Regions from separate parts of the Mus musculus genome. Here region 1 is linked to region 2. A link is a contact called in public capture Hi-C data. All regions are on one chromosome and are shown on one strand. The core of a region is the stretch at or near the end of the contact, and the rest is flanking DNA. Distances in the headings are between cores, read along the strand shown. Region 1 has its middle 5.8 kb from the start of Serpinb8. Region 2 has its middle 27 kb from the start of Serpinb11.

What was found. Capture Hi-C pulls out chosen DNA fragments and counts their contacts.
Region 1: a capture Hi-C map of bone marrow-derived macrophages shows a contact between it and region 2, with 4 times the contacts expected there. The contact joins two enhancer-like sites. A contact is called at or near these places in 2 of 484 Hi-C or Micro-C datasets (the HPC-7 cell line and bone marrow-derived dendritic cells) and 1 of 9 other capture datasets (bone marrow-derived macrophages).

The regions. Positions count from the first base shown.
Region 1 is chr1:107,582,745-107,585,744 of GRCm38.p6, forward strand. No RefSeq gene overlaps it. Among named protein-coding and RNA genes, the nearest start is that of Serpinb8, 5.8 kb to the right of the region's middle. Within about 2 kb of position 1,542, at least 60 of the 459 cell types and tissues checked have an H3K27ac peak or open chromatin away from gene starts, as enhancers often do. A contact at or near this core is called in the HPC-7 cell line and bone marrow-derived macrophages, where this site is marked.
Region 2 is chr1:107,388,307-107,391,156 of GRCm38.p6, forward strand. No RefSeq gene overlaps it. Among named protein-coding and RNA genes, the nearest start is that of Serpinb11, 27 kb to the left of the region's middle. Within about 2 kb of position 1,370, at least 47 of the 459 cell types and tissues checked have an H3K27ac peak or open chromatin away from gene starts, as enhancers often do. A contact at or near this core is called in the HPC-7 cell line and bone marrow-derived macrophages, where this site is marked.

The sequences.
Region 1 (3,000 bases), core at 292-2,791, 190 kb after region 2:
TTATTAACACAATCCTTTATATTCCCCAAGGGACTTGCTCTTGTATATTTGCTAGTGTTAGAGAACTTAGGATGGTGAATGGGCAAGATAGAGCCAGGTACCACTTCTTGTACACCCTTGGAGGCTAGAAGCTCACTCATGTGGGTGATGTAGCTAGAAGCTGGGATGTGAGAACCAAGAAAGCCTGAATTACTCACAGTAGAGGGATCAACCCTTCTACAAGGAACAAAGGACCTTTTGATTCCACTAGAATCCTTTTATGTGGCATTTCCTATGGTAGTTTAGACTTCCTATATTTTGGTTGTTGAATTATGAGTCATTGAAAGTGGAAACTCTTCATTTTTGTAAGAACTATGTCTATGCAAGTGTCACTTCTGCTTTCTATAGCTCACAGCTGGTCTCAAAGTGAGTTCCCCAGTGCAGGAGAGAGAATATATAGATAATAGAGATAATAGGAATATCTTGTGTCTTATTTAGGGTTTCTATTGCTGTGATAAAAACACAATGGCCAAGAAGGAAAGAGTTTATTTTAGCTTAAAACTCTCAAGTCAAATTCCATTGCTGATGAATGTCAGGACAGGAGCAGGACTAAAACACTGAGGTAGGAACCAGAAGGTACAGAGGAACTATGGAGTAAGCATGTTGCTTACTGACTTGTTCCTCATGGTTTTCTCAGACTGAATTCTTATACAAACCAGGCCCACCACCTAGGGGTGGAATCAAACATATAATTGGCCTGACGCCCCACCATCAATCATTAGTCAATAAAATGTCCCACAAGTTTGTCTGAAGGCCAATCTAATTGAGCTATGACTTTAGATTGTTTCAATTTACCAAACACTATGTATAAGAAGAGTTGACAGCTACAGTTGAAAGCCACATCTGCAGGTAAACTCCCACCACCAACATGCATTAATAACTTGAGTTATTTAGTCTGGGGTTGAGAAAGTCATTCCCATTTGTACTAATTCTTACAGAATTTTGGTTTCCCTTGGGAAGCAATTGGAGCAAACCTTTGGGAGAATTCTAAAATGGGAGTTGGGGTGGCTGCTAAAATTTGGATGTGGTTCTTCCAAAAATTTGACGGTGTCAACATTATATGTGTTGGTATTAAAAGATAACATACCACAAAGGGTTCTTCTCTGATTTTTTAATCTAACAGGGTCATAAAGTTCATGAAGATTTCCATTTGCTTACCCCTGGCATGAGCAAAAGGGGAAGTCAGTACTTGTTTAGAATTGCTAACAGTTTCTTTGGAGAAACATCTGGTAACTTCCTCTCTGCAAGTCATGTTTTTCACTGGAGAGTCATTGAGAGTGATGTGGTGGGGAGTAGGAGGTGATGACCACGAGCTGTCAGTTCCCACAGATGGGCTGCCATTCAGGTAGGCATTTAAAGACCTCACCAAACTCCCAGTTCAGTTTTTCCTCTGCCAAATGGGACTTGTAGCAAATATTGTCCAAAGCTTTGTGATGCTTAGATGGCTACTTCTGGAAGAACATAGAGCTAGAACAGTTGCATATGAATGAGTCAAAAAGAGGAAGTGATCAGAATCAGTGTTCTTAGTCATCATTTTCAATAATGTGACAGACACTTGCATACTTCTTCACATGTATAAATATTGTAATGGGTTTCCAAGCATTGAAACTATTTCCTTTTCCTTTGACTGATTTTATTACTGCATTGCCCTAACACTGCATTTTTGTTTGTGTTATTGTTGTTGTTTTACTTCTAGCTTCTTCCCATTTTTTTCTCAATTCTTTAAGAGTTTCCACAATGTGTTTTGACTATCCTCATTCCTCTCTCCCAACTCCTCATCCATCCCTTCCACTTTTGGCTCCCTATACACTCAGGTTTGAATTTTCTTCTATTTATTGCTCCAAACCAAATGCAGTTTCTGTTGCAAGACTACTATTGGAGTGGGGATTCTCTGGAGTTGGGTCAACCTGTTTAAATATCACTAACCCTTCATCACATAACAGCTTTCAAATGCCAATAGTTCCTCAACTAGGCATGGGATTTCATTTGTGTCTCCTCCTTTCAACCTACAATTTTGTTTGGTTTGTGCATGTGCAAGTCTTGTGCATGCTGTCACAATCATTGTGAATTCATAAGCTCTACCACCCTGTTTTTTTCTGGAAAACATGGTTTCCTTGAAGTTATTTACTGCCTCTAGATTTTTATCTTTCCACTTCCTCTTCCCGCAATGATTCCTGACTGCTATGATGAACATTGTGCAGTCCCTTATTCTCAGTATGTCAGCCAGTTTTAAGGTGGATTTTAGGAGGGAGGGAGCGGGAAAGGAAACTTTGAAATTTTAATAAACACGGTAATTGCTTTTCACCATGCAATACCCAGGGGTATACATGAATTATTTATTTCCATCTACTATCCTCAGCACTAGCTACTGTTTTCCCTTCTGAATATTAATTATTAATGGGACTGAACAGCTTTTCTGGTGTTTATCTTATGTTGTTGTGAATCTGTTTAATACACAAATACCAGCTACATGTTTTTCAAGGTTTTACACAGTTTTCTTGTTAATTTTTAATAATTATTTTATATTTGAGATATTAATAGCATTCTTTTATGTATTCTATCTTAATATTTCTCAGCCTTCAATTACTTTCCAGCAAAGAAATATAGAGTTAAGGTCAATAGATAGTAGCCACAAAAATGGTAAAATGCATAAGATAGTATGATTTTTATTTTTAAATTTATTTTTATCAATGGATCCAATAGAAATATGTTGTTAATTTAGTTTGACAGGCTAGGGCTCATAAAACAGTAACTGAAAAATGCAGATAGCTATATTAAAAACTTTTTATTTTTTATTGGATATTTTCTTTATTTACATTTCAAATGTTATCCCCTTTCCTGTTTCTCTCTGAAACCCACTATTCCACCCTCCTTCCCCTGTTTATATGAGGGTGTTACCCACTTACCCACCCACTCCCACCTCCCTGCCCTTGAATTCCCCTTCACTGAGGCTTCAAACCT
Region 2 (2,850 bases), core at 120-2,619:
TTAGAGCTTAGTTTAATGGTAGACTTGACTAGTAATTTCATAAATCTTCAACATCTGTGACTGACCACACAAAGAGTCTCTCATTCTATTCCTCAGGTATCTTTGACCATAAATGTTTAAACATAGGTTTGTTAGGGAGTAGTAAGTATGCTGAGGTAACGTTTATTAAAACAGGATTTGACAAGAATTCTAGGTTCCAGATTCAAACTACTGATAAATCTGTTAATACTATTTTGATAGGATCTTCTTGTGACTATCTATGACATATGTTTTCTAGGCCACACAAAACTAATAGTTTGTTTCTAGACAGACTCTCAGAGATACTTGGTGATCCATCTGAAATCGACTACTGCCTCTGCCTCCTCCTCTCACACTTTCAAACTCTCTGGGATTAACTTTTCACTTTCATATGGTGGCCATGATAGCTGTTGGTAGCATCACGTTCCATCATTTCAACTAAGACTGCTTTGCTCACTAAAAAAGTGGTACAAAGGATATATGAACTTTCCTGACTTTTTATCTTACTAAGACTTAGACATCCAAGCAAGCACCCAGTTGCCAGGAAGGTACCCGTTTAGTTTCTGCTAGTGGTACCCTGAACTTTCTCTCTCTGAATCCTATGGCATCTGTTGAATCTAGCCCTTACCCAGTGAATGAGAGAGTGGTCAGACTGGGGTTAGATATGAGGTAACCAGGAACATGCAGATATTCCCATTTTCCAACTTCCATAGCAAAATCTTCAGTTCCCTCTTCAGATCCTTAGATGTGGGTGTTGAGTTCAGGTTCACCAGCCAGGGTGTCAGCTTATCCTGAGTGAATGCCCAAATTGTCTTCTTTATAGCATATACTCACAGTAGATACTATTAATATCTGTACTGGGTCCTTAGGCAAGCTCTGTGATGTAAGAAACATCATTAGACATTGTTGTATATGTATCTTACTATGAAATGAAATAGCGGTGGGAGTGGATCTAGTAGGGCTTGGTCTGAAATCAGAGCAGGATACAGAAAGCATAAATGGTTTCTGAGAAGGTCTGTTATGCACAGCAAAAGTCATTGAGCAATCTCAAGCCAGGTGGGAGATGGTGACCATCTTTATCTTCTCACCATGTGGACAGTTTGGGGCATACAGGACTGGCAACATCATGGATGAAGCCCAAGAGAACAACAGTTGTTCTGTTAGCTCCAGGGCCAGCAGTCCTCAAACAATGACAACTGGCCTGGCCTTGCATATGGGTACCTGCAGAGACAGGAGCCCAGTCAACACGGCAAAAAGATAAGTGAGAAAATTGTACCAATAGGTCACCATAGGAAGTGGTTTACAATTGTTTAAGCTCTTTATTAATCCAGACACTAAAAGAAGCAAGAAAGGCATGATTACTTAAATATAAATAAACAACAAATAACACATTAAAATACCCTGAGGACTATACTCTGTTACATAATAATTAACAACATTTATTGAGGTCTTACTCTCTGTATCTGGTACTTAATAGTATTTAACAGTATTCTCTTCTCAAGGCAACCCAAGGAAATAGATGATATTTCAAACACAATCTCAAGTTTAAAAAACGGAAACTCAGAAAGATTAAGCAATTTCCCCCAGGCCACATAAGAGGAAGGTATAATCTTAGCTCTCAGTTCTGGTCTCAGTTATTATGGCTTCATGTCACAGTGTTCTCTAATTCAGCAGCCTAATGTCATGCCTTTAGAGCTTTGAATGCTTTGTTTGTGAAGAGCTTAGGTGGGTGGTTCTGGTTTGGGGCACTAACAGGCAAGTGCAGCCAGACAGTACTAGAGAGTGAGGATGAAGCAATCAGGCTGTTCTGTGCACGCTGACTTGGGCCTTCTCCATCTGGGATCCCCTCATTTGCTCTTTTGGAATTCCTCACACCATGTTAGTCAGTCCCTGGGATTTTACCTAGAAACACAGCCTCACCTGAACCCCCCCCCCCAAAAAAAATTCAATGCTTTTAGTGGTCTTGACTTAGAAGTCATATAACACTGAGGCCAGACAAAGTATCCCAGTTAGGGGAACAGAATCCAGAGTCAGGCAACAGAGTCAGGGTAAGACCCCATTCCAGTTGTTGGGGGACCTGCATGAGGACCAAGTTGCATATCTACTACATATGTGTGGGGCATGGGGGGACTAGGTCCAGCCCTTGTATGCTCTGTCGTTTGTGGTTCAGTTTCTAGGAACCCACAAGGGGACAGGATAGTTAACTCTGTTGGTGTTTTTTGTGAGTCCCTAGCCTCTTTGGGTTCCTCAATCCTTCCCCTGTGTTTGGCTGTGGGTCTCTACATCTATTTCCATTGTCGTCTGAGTGGAGCCTCTCAGAGGACAATTATATACATTACTGTCTGTGAATAGAGGCTGACAAAATAAGTGAAGGAAGAAGGCAGGTCTACAATGTGTCTCTATTGATCCAGTGAAACAACAAACTTGATAACTGTATAATCAATGGTCATTGATTCTCAGCACTTAGGAAATTTTTGTAATATTCACAAGTCAAGAAAACTTATTTTAAAATTTATATTTTCAGGGGCTGGTGAGGTGGCTCAGTGGTTGAGCAAACATATGGTGACTTATTACCATCTATAAAAGGGATCTGTTGCCCTCTTCTGGCATGCATGTGTACATGAAGACAGAGCACTCATACATAAAAGAATGACTGAATCAATCAATAAATCAATAAATATGTTTTCTATTATTGGGTTCAGATCAAAGGGTGGTATAAGAACTCATGGCTGTAAGTAGTTTGAGGAAGGCAAAATTCATCAAGTTGTCATTAAGACAAGAGAAGACAGTAATGGAAATATTGGACCGGGAAGGATAGAGGCATACGTTAAT